2 separate regions of the Mus musculus genome follow, and region 1 is linked to region 2. A link is a contact called in public HiChIP or PLAC-seq data. All regions are on one chromosome and are shown on one strand. Each heading gives the region's core, a stretch centred on a gene start, on an enhancer-like site or on the middle of the called end of the contact. The rest is flanking DNA. Distances are from core to core; before and after follow the strand shown. Region 1 has its middle 21 kb from the start of Adgrl2. Region 2 has its middle 200 kb from the start of Gm23131.

Evidence for each region. HiChIP or PLAC-seq counts read pairs in DNA pulled down with a chosen protein or histone mark.
Region 1: an H3K4me3 HiChIP or PLAC-seq map of embryonic basal ganglia shows a contact between it and region 2, with 3 times the contacts expected there. The contact joins two enhancer-like sites. A contact is called at or near these places in 5 of 39 promoter capture datasets (liver, maxillary cranial neural crest, pre-B cells and 1 more), 2 of 15 datasets of contacts at CTCF or cohesin (large pre-B cells and pro-B cells), 4 of 484 Hi-C or Micro-C datasets (bone marrow-derived macrophages, cranial neural crest, epidermal suprabasal cells and 1 more), 9 of 115 datasets of contacts at active chromatin or transcription factors (the 230-238 cell line, astrocytes, bone marrow-derived macrophages and 5 more) and 1 of 9 other capture datasets (embryonic stem cells).

What each region holds. Positions count from the first base shown.
Region 1 is chr3:148,972,523-148,979,175 of GRCm38.p6, forward strand. It overlaps a transcript of Adgrl2 not described here. Among named protein-coding and RNA genes, the nearest start is that of Adgrl2, 21 kb to the left of the region's middle. Within about 2 kb of position 4,684, at least 51 of the 459 cell types and tissues checked have an H3K27ac peak or open chromatin away from gene starts, as enhancers often do. A contact at or near this core is called in embryonic basal ganglia, where this site is marked.
Region 2 is chr3:148,554,901-148,561,753 of GRCm38.p6, forward strand. No RefSeq gene overlaps it. Among named protein-coding and RNA genes, the nearest start is that of Gm23131, 200 kb to the left of the region's middle. Within about 2 kb of position 5,046, at least 15 of the 459 cell types and tissues checked have an H3K27ac peak or open chromatin away from gene starts, as enhancers often do. A contact at or near this core is called in embryonic basal ganglia, where this site is marked.

The sequences.
Region 1 (6,653 bases), core at 3,434-5,933, 420 kb after region 2:
TGCTCTACGTTTTAAAAGAACAGGGCAAGCTTCTGGTTTTAGTCCTGGCTGGGAACGATACCTGCTCGTTTCCGTGCAATCTGCAAAGCCTACATGTATCCTTAGAGCAAACGCATGCTGCTTGCTCTAGGTTGCTTGTGTGCATGTGGCACCTGGGGTGCTCAGCCATCTCCAAACTTAAAATTCAGGTACAGTGAACTTCTAACATCTACTAAATGTGTAACTGTCGGAAAGTGTAAAAATGAAGGATCCCACTTTTAAATCTGCCTCCGCCCTGCTGCACTGGCGACCTTAAAATATTTCATTTTGCTTTTTCACATCTCTATTCCACTTTGGGCTCTGTCTGGGCTTTGTGCTAGGGACTGAACCCGGGGCCTTGAGCATGCTAAGCACGTGTGATCTATACCCCTAGCTCTCCCTTTTTAAAACCTATATATTAAAATGATGAAAAATATTAAAACTTTCATAATTGCTTGGTTTTAAAAGAGCCAATTTCACAAACAAAGAGTCAACGTTCGGAGACTGGTGGATCTAAAGACTCAGAGAGGCCTAGGTGCTTTGCAAAGTTACTCTTGCTAAGGAGAACTAATGAACTGGTTGCTACTAGCTCAATCTATATACTGCTTTGTGTGACAGTTCCTAGTATTTTCAGTTGGACTCTCTGCATCTTTAATGATGGATCCATTACAGCTCCCTACCCAAAGGCCTGTGCTCCAAATTCCATATGCTTTTTAAATCTTCGCAATTTTCTTCTTAGGAAATAAATATAAATTAATAACAACAAAATGCAATTGCCACAAAATTTTATCAGATTCGTAGAGTCTGACAGAAAACAATACCTGATGGGAAAATTGAGGCCGGGATCTTAAAAATGCACTAATTTACAGATTAGAAGTAAGGGACAGTGGATCCTGTTTGCAGCCAAGGACTGAGATGATCAACTGTGCTAACTCCAGCCAGAAGCACTGAAACTTTTGATTTATCATAAATTGGAATGGAAATGACCAAATAAATCAAAGGCATCAACCGTGTATGGTGCACACTCCCCACCCCACCCCTCGAGTGTAAACTAGCTTCCCTGTGCCTTTAAAAACCACCCCACCACTCACAGACACTGAGGGTGGCACGGCACACACAGCCCTCAACCCTCCTTCAAAAATCTTCAATGGAAATTTTTATTTCTTTTCAGAAAACGAAAACAAAAAGCACAAACAAACAAACAAAAAAAAAGATGTGGTGAAAAGTTTTACTTTTGCGGACTGATAGAGGCCATTCACAGCTTACACTGAGTAAGTATCATACTAGCACTAAGGGAAACCTTTCACAAGAGTTTAATAATGCCAAACATGGTGGGGGGGCGGCGGTTGGGACTTCTCCTGTAGTAACCAGGGAGGTCATGAGAACATCAGAAGTCACACGAGAACAATGTGCATGTCACCTAGATAAAACTGTAGTAAGTTAAGCCCTGCTCGTAGTTGCAGCACATTTTACTCTTTTGAGGGTGGTGTCAAGTAGCAGAAATTACTTTGGAATAAAAGGAAAATATTTTTCCATTTTATTTAGGATTTTTATTTCTGTATGTGTACGAGTCTAACGGATTTATGTGTCCCACGTGAGTGCAGATGCCCTCGAAGCCCAGAGGCATGAGGCCCCTGTACCTGGCACTTCAGCCATTTCTCCAACACCCAGAAAAAAAAAATTTTGAGAAAAAAAAAAACATCAGCAATTCAGTGGGATAAAAAAAAATTTATCAAAAAGCCACTTTGACTAAATAATAAGAAAAAAGCTAATCTGTATGAGGACATGCTCAAAGTGTTAAAGCAATATATAAAATGCTTTAAAAATGTCAAGAATAGTGAGTGCTGAAGTACTCTGATACTGATGTGTGTTAATTCTATTACAATCAGAGGGCCAGTTTCAAGTGCATAAATGACTAAAGGATCTAGTCTAAGTTTTTCTTTACAAACAGACAATATTGCTTAATAAAAATACACTAATAATGTGCTTCTAATTTATTTTTAATTCAACACTAACGCCATGGCGATATGAGCACAATATGCCCGAAACTGCCCCTCTGATTGTAATAGAATTAACACACATCAGTGGGACAGAGACCACAGTGCATGGAGTCTATAATATCTTCACTATTGGTTTTGGTTTGCTAGCCTTGGCTTTTTTACAATAGGGTGCTCACTCTGTAGCCCAGGCTGGCCTCAATGTCATGGCAATTTTCCAGCCCTCAGCCTTGTCATTCTTAAAATTCTTCAAATATTTAAGCAATAGATGTATTATAAATTATTTAGTTAACTACTGTTTTAAACAGCTCAAATTCCTAATTCTCTGGGATTTCAGAACTATGCAAAGTATTAAAAATCAACCCCAAGTATTTTGAAATGTGCAGTATTTAAAAGTGAGCTCTGGGCGGGCCACCAAGAAGGATCTGAAGGTCATGCACTTACTGCTATTCCTGGTGACATGAGTTAGATTCCCAGAACCCCCTGTGTGGCCCCCATCTTAAAGGCCAACCTTGTACCCCTCTACGTGTGTGCCAGGGTGCTTGCACACATGCACACGCATGCACACACACAAAATATGTTTTAAAATATTGTTGAAGTAATAAGATACTTAAGTTTTGTTCTTGTGAAGTTTTTTTTCTTTAATGTAACAGTAACTAAAACAAATTAAATTATTCTCATTTACTGGTTCCATTTACAGGTTCCTAGAATGAAACTTTAAATAAACTACATCCAACTATTTTGCCATAAACATCTGCAGTATAATAAAATATAAAGCATGCTTTTACAAGAATAATAATGAGCGATTTCTTTGCAGTGGATCCAGGATTTATCAGTCTCTAAGCCATCAAGTGGGCACACTGGACGACGATGCATTTAAAACACAAAGTGCAGACATGATGCCCAGCCACCATGCTCATTCATACGTAATTGTGTCACTCCATTTATATAAATCCTATGTCATCATAATTCCATAAAATGTTTTATAAGCAATAATCAAGGCTAAATTTTTATGGAAGTTATAATAGAGAAAAGTGGTTTTAGAATGTATTGCTAATATCTTAATGTGTTACAGCTGTTATCCTAAATCCCAGAGGTAAAGCAGAGATTGTCTTCAAATAATTCAAATAATTTCCGTGGGCTAGGTATTAATGCTTCACACCGGTTCGGTCCTGCTAAGGGATCCTAGCAGCTTTGTCATCACGCCCACATAGGTCCTACAAGGACTGCATAGGGATTTTCTTGGAATCTGGGCTAATTTTTCACTGAGAGACCTGGCATAAGCAATAGGACCTTCTGCTTTGATTAATACTTTGTCCAAATATAGATGTCGTAAAATCAAGCTCGACTTAAGGAGTCAAGAATACAAATTAACTCTCTGGATCTATAACATAAAGTTCTGTTATTAAGGAATTTTACCACGTTTATTCTCTTTCTTAAACTAAGTCAAAAACACTAGTGTCCCCAATCACATTGAAACACATAAGCCACACAGGCGTTAGAGAGTTAGCCGTAAAGCATCAGTTGGAATTTTTGATATTTCCTTAGATGTGTTCGATTTTATATAAAGGCAAAGCTTTCGATGAATGGAGGAAAAATGTGAAATTTTCAATTTCATTTCAATGCAGAAATCTGATATGCTATGGCCTTAACCTGTTCACTCTTGAATGAACGGGCTTGAATTCGCCATACTTTGTGAGTTCCACAAAAATCTAACAAAGTGCACATAAATAAAATGTATTCTTTACACCTTTGCTAGACTTCAACTTGAGAAAAATCTGTGACACAGACAAAAGGAATTCCTTTGAAACAATTAGAATAACAGCCTTGCTATTTTATCATTAAAAAATTTGTTAACTTTTAAAGCTTAGAGATATAAGAGAATCGTAAATATTTTTCCTTCGCTTTTTTTCCTCACGTAGTTATGAAAACATCCAGGTTCATAACTTCTCATCCTTGTGTCCCCTGAACCCAGCAGCAAGTCTGTGATTACTATTTGGAGTTTAGTTTCTGCCCCTATGCAAAGTACTTGACATAATATTTTGACTCATGATTTAAGGATGACCAAAACCAGTTTTTTTTTAAATAAATACCTTCCAAATTTTATAATCCCTTATTAAGTTACTTCAACATTATGCTCATTCATTCCTTATTTGTGAGCATTATTCTTAAGTAAGAGTCTATTCATAATATATCTTACTTTAAAAAAAAGCCAGTCTGCTCAAGTAAACTCAGGACCCATACATACATATTTACTCTTAAATCATAAATTTGCAAACGAGCATGAGGTATTATACATCATGAATTGATATTCTTCAAGAATATATGATAAGATTATCTGAGAATTTTCAAAGACTGTCAGGGCTGCTTCAAATTGCAAAGGGCAGCCATCTACTCGTTCTACAATCATCCCCAGTATAGTTAGCAACCAGCAGTATTTCTCCAAGAACATTTTTGAAAACATTTTGCAATGGACTCAGATTTCATTAGGCTGAGGGGGGAAAACAGCAGTGAAATAAACGGCCTACGTTTGAATTTAAGACAATCCAAGTAGCACTTACCCTAGCTGTGTCTTTCCAATAGCATCACAGAAGCCATGCACTCTGTGACAGCCCCAGCGCCTCGCCTCACAGTTTTTCTGGAATGAATTCTGCAGTAACCCTTACCTCGCTGCGAGGGAAGCCGAGGCATGATGAGGGAGAGTGTAATGAACTGTACTGGCGAGCTCCACTTCCCAGTGCCTACCCACCCACCGGGATGAGAAATGTCCCTGCGTGGCATTATTTAAGACAATGACACAAACTTGGCAGTAAGGAATGCCTATCAAGAACGCTATTGAGAAGGACGTGGTGCTTGTGTGAAGCGCGGCACCGTAATCCTGTTGAAGAATAATTGCTGTTGCTAACAGTCTTACCCTGTTAGGAGAATGCTCCGCAGAGCGGTGCCACAGACTTGTTGAGATAACGCAGAGTGTAATACTGACACAAAAGCCCACGTCAGTGCCAAGAATCTCTCTATTACACCGTTTTTCTCACCTGCAGGGAAATGTTCTCTATACCAGCAACGATCTGACGCCTCGCATTAGGTAAAGATTAGCTAATGAAATAATATATTCAATACAGTGTTTCATTAAGAATCAAAGCCCTTTAAAATACAAACTAAGTATGTTTGTCACACCAATTTGGCAAGGGAAAGAGACTACTGCATCTCTCTTCAAGAATACATAAGTGGGTAACCCTTTTGCGTATCCGTAAGAAGCAGTTTCTCAAATATGACTTCACCAAAATGTAAAAACAGACACTGGCATTTTCAGTAGACTGGGGTACTGTTAAGCAAATGTATTCAGGCGACGTAAAACAACAAAAATGACCTGCGTGCTTACTGCCCTGATTGTTAAAATGCCCATGTCTAGAGTTAAAATAGTTCTGCATATTGAGCTGAGAAGTCTGAGGAATTCCATGGGCACTGTTAATGAAAAGAGCCGCTTTCAACCACGCCCTACCTGTCCCGCTGCATTCATGGTCTTCTGAGTTATCAACAGCCCCTCAAACCTTCCTGTAATGCCCTCACTGATGGTCACCTTGCCTAAGTGTCACTCAACTAAGCTGCTCACTATGACAAGCACAAGTCTTTAATCTCAAGTGATCAAGTCTTTGTTTCTGAAACAAGAACACAGTCAGTCATCTAATTTAATTTACTGAGGAAGTGCACGGACGGGGAAGGGATACAATGTGCTACTTCGTGCTTACTGGTTGTTTAATAATATTTTACGTCACCTGGGAAAGTCCCTAAAACATTGTCATCTCTTAATAGCTATAGTTACTAGACACCTTTCAAATGTGTTCTTTCCTACGAGTTCAACCAAAATAAAAGAAAACCTCAGAATGAACCCGGTGTGTTTAATCTTACTGTTTTTCTACTTATGTGCACTAATTCAGGGCATACTTGTGTCTTATATATGCAGGAAATGGTAAGAATTGAGCTACTAAATTTCCCTGGAATTTGACTAACCTCAAAATACCTTGCTTTCTAGCCACCTCTTACACACACAAAAAGAAATTATGTCGTTAACATAATTTTCAAAGGGTAAATTGTCAGTGCAACGTGCCCTGACTTGCTTATCTCGTATACAAGCTCCCTCTGCAGGTAATAACAAGGGTTCGCAAAAATGTTTGCCACAGCTAAATACTACTGCCTATGCTGCTCTCTCATTTGGGTAAGAGGATGCCTCCTGAAAATGTGTAATTGACGAACAATCATCTTATTCCCAGCCCTGGTTAAGAAGGTAGCCTGCCTTGGCAGCACGCCTAAACTTATCAGTCACCCACGGGCTATATTCATATTATGGGGGATAAAACACAACCAGAAAACTTTGTTTATACTGACCGAGCCTGAAATGACAGACACCAACCCATTCACCATGTGAACACAGCAGGCAATTGGGGCGCTGAGGTGGGGGGGACCACCTGAGATCAACTGGCAGGAGAAAGACCAAAAAAAAATGTGTGGAATGAACACACCTCACACTTTATCTTCATCTTTCTCTCTGTAGTTCCAAAACTGTAAAGAGTATTTCTTTTTCAAGATAAAATATTAATTCAACAATGAAAAAAGAAAATTAAAAAAAGAAAAAGGAAA
Region 2 (6,853 bases), core at 3,796-6,295:
CAGTTTCCCTGTCAATAAAATCTTTTTTCTATACTGAGAGGGACCTAACCTTAAACTTTTTTGTTTCACTATAAATTAAAGTAATATCTGCTTATAATTAGATGTACTAGAAAACAAGAGATAAAACAAAATGCTTTTTAGCTTAAGTCCCAAGTTCTCATTCTTGGTCTCTATATAAATATTAATAATAATTATATACATAATAAAGTAAATAAAATTGCATATATTACATATTAGATAAGTAAATAATTGTTCTGTAGCTAAAATTATTCCTTCAGGAGAAAATCTGGAAGACCAGAATACACTCTTTGCCAAGATTCTGAGCACACTGCGCCCATCACTTAGGCTTCCCACTGGAAGCAGTTCCCTGTTTCCATTAGGAAACACTTCCTTCAGTTTCAACACAGAAACTTCTTGCTAAAGTTACTGAGCTGTTAGGAAAGCGTGGAGGGTATCCCATTAAATCATTATTAAACGTTAATACCACCCTACAGTCCTACTGAGCCAATTAACAAGAACCATCTAGCAGGTCCTTGAAGAACCAGATGGTCCGGAATACTAGTAGTAAGCTCGATATTGCAGGATAAGAAAGGAGAAGTTGTATTCGTAGACTCACTTTGCCTAAAACTACATGTGATTAACTCTGCCAGGTTCCTCTTGTGGTTTGTTGATGAAGGTGACCATTGAGTGCCCAGTGAATGCATATAGCGTGGTGGTCATGCAGATCTCTTTACTCTCCACCATGTGGGTCACATTAAGTAGCCAAGCTTTTCTATCGCGCCCCCTCCCCTCTCTCCCCCACATTGCATAAACAGGAATCTGGTTCACACTGTGCTACATGCATGGCTCTTCAGAGCACGTTTTCCTATCACCTTGTTTCCTCTCTATTATGTTTCTAACAGTCAGGAGTGAGATGAGGTGGAAATGACAGTGAAAGATATTTTTTGTTTGCCAACAATAATTGTATATTTGTGGGTAAATGAGCACTTCAGTATCGAAAGCAGATCCAGGAGAGGGGCCAGGCTTCATAGCAGAGGCCGTAAAGCAACAGCCTGGAAGCACAACCTCTGGACCACAGGCTCGTCCCCGTAAACTCCTTCTGCTCTGCCCTGCACTTAAAGACAGGATGGAAAAAGCAGAAGGTGGTTATTTGAAGATGCATTATTTTTAAATGCATCTTAATAACAATTTCACGTTTGGGAGTTGAATTCCTCACTGTAGCTTCGTCTAAATTTGTCATTCCTCTCCCCCTACATAGTTGCACTCCAATGTCATAAAGTAAAAGATCAGTCAATGGTTCTTGAGGATATTCTTCCTAGCAAAACCATTGAGACCTTGGAATTACCCAGTGTTTACCCAAGTCTAATCAAACAAAATCAAATTGCAATATAAATTCTTAAAATGCCTTTTCTACATGTTTTACTGAAGAGAAAACCAACGGGCTGCAGGTCACAGTGAGTGACCCTTTCTGTAAAAATAAGGAAGATGACACTCTTGATGAATAACACAACATGCATGGTTACCTTCCGACCTGAATACTTACAGACACTTGTGTGAGCACACCAACACACACCAACACACACACACACACACACACACACACACACACATACAATTTGCAACATTTTGTTCATTCAAAGTTACCATTTTCAAGACCTTACTTTCTTTAATCTTAATGTTCCCTTACAAAGGACCTGAGAAATACTGAGAATTCAGAACTAGATTTTAAAGGAAGAAAGGACAGAAAGAAGGAAGGAAGGGAGGGATGGAGGAAGGGAGGGAGGGAGGGAAGGAGGAAGGGAGGAAACATAATAGATGAGAGTAAACAAATTGAATTAAAATTATAAAAATTGTTTAGGGTTTTTATTAATAAAAGGGAATATCAAGTAAAATAAAGAGAAGATAATTTTAATCTCTAACTCTAATTATGTAAATATGTTCAAGGTCATAAATTAACACAAGGCTTTTGGATAATAATTTAGTAATATCTATCAAGAATATGAAGACATAGTCATTTTCTTTCAGGAAACTTATCTAAATATGAGAGACCACAGCAGGCGATAAAAGTTTCTAATAGAACCAATGGGGATAACCCTCAAAGTAAACTGAGAGCTACATGTGGTCAAGATACTGTCCTTTAAAAACAAAAACAGTGTTCTTGGGGCAGGGGAGATGTTCAATAGTTAAGGTCACTGCTGTTCTTCCAGAGTAGCCTGGTTCCATTCCCAGCACCTGTCAGTATTTCCCAGAGATCAGCTTCCCTCTTCCGCTGTGTTGACACACATGCTGCACATACTACATGCAGACAAAACACTCACACACCTGGAATAAAAAATAAAGAATAAAATTTTGTCTTAAGTTACAATGTGAATATGAAAACGCCTTGGGAGAAGAAAGGTGTAGAAGATAGTATGTTAAAATGATGGCCATTGTTAGGTCTCTTTTCTTTCCCTTGGCAAAATAGCAGACCACAGAAAGTTAAGGAAGAGTTGGAATTAGCCCTCAGTTTTAGTGATACAGTCCATCAAGGCCTGAGACACAAAAGACAAGAGGGTATGGGGGACGATCCAATTGTACCTGCAGAAAGAAAGCAGCTGTAGAAAGAGTCAGAGACATAGAAAGAGAAAGAGATAGGGAATGGACAGTGAGAGAGATGGGGAAAGAAAGAGACAGAGACAGGGAAAGAAAGAGACAGACATAGAGAAAGAAAGAAACAGAGAAAGGGAAAGAAAGAGACAGAAGCAGAAATAGAGACAGGGACAAGGACAGGGACAGGGACAGAGATGAACTGAGCCAGGTTACAAATCACAGGCTCACTCTAGTCGCCACTCATGGCAATTTAAGCCTCAATCTTAACCATTATCCAACCAAGCCAAACCTCCCCAGGCAATGCTACCTGCTGATATTCAAAGCTCAACAATAAAACTTTAGCTAAAAGGTTTTAACTTAAAAGTTTTTATTAAATTATTGACTTATTTTCTGTTTGGGGGTGGTATTGTGGAGCTGCACATGTGTGGTCCATTATGTGTCAGAGGACAGCTGTGGGAGTCAGTTCTCTCCTTCTACCCAGGTGTTTACCTCAGCTTGTCCCTCTTGGTGCCAATTGGTTTGTACCCTCTAAGCCATCTTGTTGGCCTGCTTCTTTAGTTTGTGAAAGCACATATTTAAAAGGGAAGGCAATCATTTGCAACAAGATAAAACAAAGCAAGCAAAAGAGGCTATCTGCTTCACAAAACTCTTGGCAACTTGTAGAACTCCTCCGTGAAGCAAGGAAGACATTAGGAGAAAGTGTTCAGAAAAGTCAGTGCCTGTATACAAATAGTTCATCAATGATGGGTGGAAAAGAACTTTTAAGAAAATATTGTGAGGAAATAGTTCCTTTTCATTAAAAAAAAAGAGAGAGAGAGAATTCTTCAGAAGCAAATATCTGCCTCTGGCAATGAAATGCCTTTGCGGGCTGACTCAGAGTGAAGATGGGGTTACAGACAAGGAGAGAGGAGACAGCAGAGGAAATCCTAGGTAGCTGAGCAATTAAGGGTATTTTTACACTAAGGGAGAAAACAACAGAATACTTTATACACAAAAAGTGAAACAGGAATAAACAATAAGCATATTTGATAGGAGAGAAGAAAGAGAAGAGAAGAGAAGAGAAGAGAAGAGAAGAGAAGAGAAGAGAAGAGAAGAGAAGAGAAGAGAAGAGAAGAGAAGAGAAGAGAAGAGAAGAGAAGGAATAAGCACATGTTTATCTTCTTGGGCTTTCCTGGAATGATCTTAGAAGATGTTCAGTCTGTGGGAGTGTTTTTGTTCCTTCCAATCTGAAAGAACGTGAACTGTTTTCCAGGCTCCTGGTGTACATTGGAAAGGAACCATGACCTGAGGTGGTGTTGTCTTTGGAGATTAAGAAAAATGCATCTCTCTGCTATCGTTTTTCTGATCCTCTCCAATTATAACCACTTCCAGACAGTTCCCTGTGGCCTTTGCAGTGTGGTGACTACTAAATAATTGCAGTGGAGATGTCAAATATTTCCCTAATGAGCTCAAGGTCCAAAGTCAACTCTGGACAGAAAAGACGGGCTGGCTGGGCATTTCTGGTGAGTCTGCTTCTGGAGACGAGCACAAGAGGCTGCCACTAACATGTGCATGTCACTCCTGAGCCAAAAAGGAAGAAAACGAACATAAAGGAATAAGAGCTGTCTTTGGCTGGTAGATTAAGAGGATCACCATTGTACAGTTGTTATTTCTATTCCTTAGGTTTAGAAGTTCCGCCCCAGAGTGACTGGCTCTAGGCGGTCGGAATTCTATTCATAGATAGATGCTCAATGTTCAGATGCTCAGCACTGTGGAACGAAAGCTTCTTTGGAAAGGAAAGCACTATCCGCCCTCCGCAGAAATGCTGAGCATGTTAGAGAAGATCTCTCGGTTTTTGACAAAGGACTATCTGGCACCTCCAAGAGCAGGGGTAGATGCAGGTGTGAACTGACAAACACATCCACGCTGATGCCCCAGGTTGCTACATGCTCTGTCATGCTTGTGAGAGTGAACCAGAAAGATTCACGAGTCCAGGCTGGACGACTCTAGCTGCTGTAGAGTTCTTTTCTAAATAATATAAAATTTTTTTAAAAAATGAACTTAGTTAAACCTGGACTGAGACCAGTGATAATTCTGGCTACCCTAGAATTAAAAGTAACAATATGGGAATTAACATCCGTCATTATTGAAAAGAGATCAGAGTTACTTCCAGGTTTGGTTAAGAGTCTGTTTTTAACACTCCTTACAGTAGAGGAAAACAGCTTCCTACTGATTGAGATGCCCTTTAAATCATGGTGCTAGCAAAGCAATATGGCATTTAAAATGAGCATTTTATGTTAGGAAATTGTTCTTGTTTGTCCCTCTTCACTGAAACACCAATTGTAAGTGATCGAGTAGGGCCCCAGCTTTATGCACGGTGTTTGTTCAACACCAGCTTTCCAGCCCTTCAAAACACTCCATTGGCTTAAGAACCACCTTTGCTCGGCTCTTTGTAGTATAGACACGTTTGAGCCTGTCTCTTTCAGCGCTTGGGGATTTTCCCAATGTAAATTCTCTTGGAACCCAGCTCTCCGACTGTACAGATGTACTGTAACTGACTCTTTGTTTATGATCCTGTATCCAGCTTTTCTTTAATCGGAGTAGACGGATTAAACACACTTCTAAGGAACCTATTGTATATTATAAAAACTACACGCTTAATTGCAAAAGAGAAGAAAAATAGAAATGAAAGAAAGAAAAGAAAGAGAGAAAAGACCAACAACCCAGCTGCTTAATTTATGGATCTCAACTCGAGTGCCAGCAATTTCAACATGGAAAACATGGTGCTCCTCATTCCCAGAGCTGGCAAGCTTTCCGGCTAAATTTTATACAGAACAAGAATCTCTTTGTTTTCCTCCAATTACTTTTTCAAACAACTAAATTGAGTGCTGGTGGAAGGTGCTTGTTTTTCACAAGCAAAGTCCTCGATTTCACCAAGGAACAGGTGCGGAGGACTGGGGGCCATGCACAGCTCCCATGCCTTGACTTCAATCTAAACCCTCCACGTCTATGGTGGAAAGGGTTGGGCCTCAGTCACCTTATCTGTAAATGTAATGTTGGTTCTTTTTTCAGAGTCAGAGGGGCCTGGAAATAACCAGATCACTTCTTTGATGCATTACCTCATGTAATTTTGACTGGCTTCTTCCTTTTCTTGGCCAATGGTCCAAAATGATAATGGAGCTTCTTGGATAGCGACAGAGCCATGTTAGTATATGTTGCTAATGATATGGGCAAGGTTCATATCAACCATACTTTACCTGACTTTGCCTTATTGTTCTGCAAATTCTCCAGGGGGTGTTGTTTTAGCAGAATTGGTACTTTTAACACCTGGTAGTAAATCTTCTGACACTGCAAAAAGAAAAAATCAAACTGTCACCGCACACTGTCTTTCCAAACCATCATGGAAAGTCACAGGCACTTTCTCATGAGGCCCTCCTCATAGTCCAAAGATGGCTGAAACTTCTTGTGATGAAACTTCAGTGAAATGAGAAGTAGTTTTCATCTTAGACTTTAAATTCTCTTGGGTGGGATTCAAAAGGATTTCTTTAATTGTGAAAGTCTTTTCAAAGGTAAATAGTCTTCGAGTGTAATTTCACTTTATTGCTAAGAAACAATCTTTAGTAACCTGTAAGGAGGGCCAGCACTGAGAAATACCTGTTCAGCGATACATAGTACAAGTTCAAGAAGCAAATGCACACACACGTGAAATGCTGCTTTAAAAAAATCAAGAACTCAGGGCTCCAGGATCCATTAAACAGAGGCATTCCAATGTAAATTATTCCACCAGAGCTCTGAGAATTCCCAAATGCAATAGATTTTTGGTTACTAATAATTGAGCCTGGATGCATGCCCACAAATTAAAGATAACTTGCGCCTGTATCCCATTACTAATTCTTTTAACAAGCCTTCCTGTGAGCATTTTTCACTTCTTAACCTTTTGGTTACTGACACTACATTCACCACAATAACCCCGCGGAACACATTTCAGGCTCATTTCTGGCTAAGCGCTTGGCATGCAGCTGTTTAGTGGGATACCCTGGTTGTGCCTGAGGTTTTCTTGTTCTTGCCAGTTTTGAGTATTCACATCTGGGTTGACAATCAGAGGTTAATATATGTCCATCTACATCAAGAGTGTGTAAAATGACAACCTGACTGTACATTCAGAAACCGTGGGGACTTCCTGTTTATTCAGTTGGATACGTCAAAATATGGGTTTGGAGTTAATTTTGTATGAAAAGCCAGCAGTTGAGTCATGACATGAATCAGTGACAGACAGTCTGTCAGT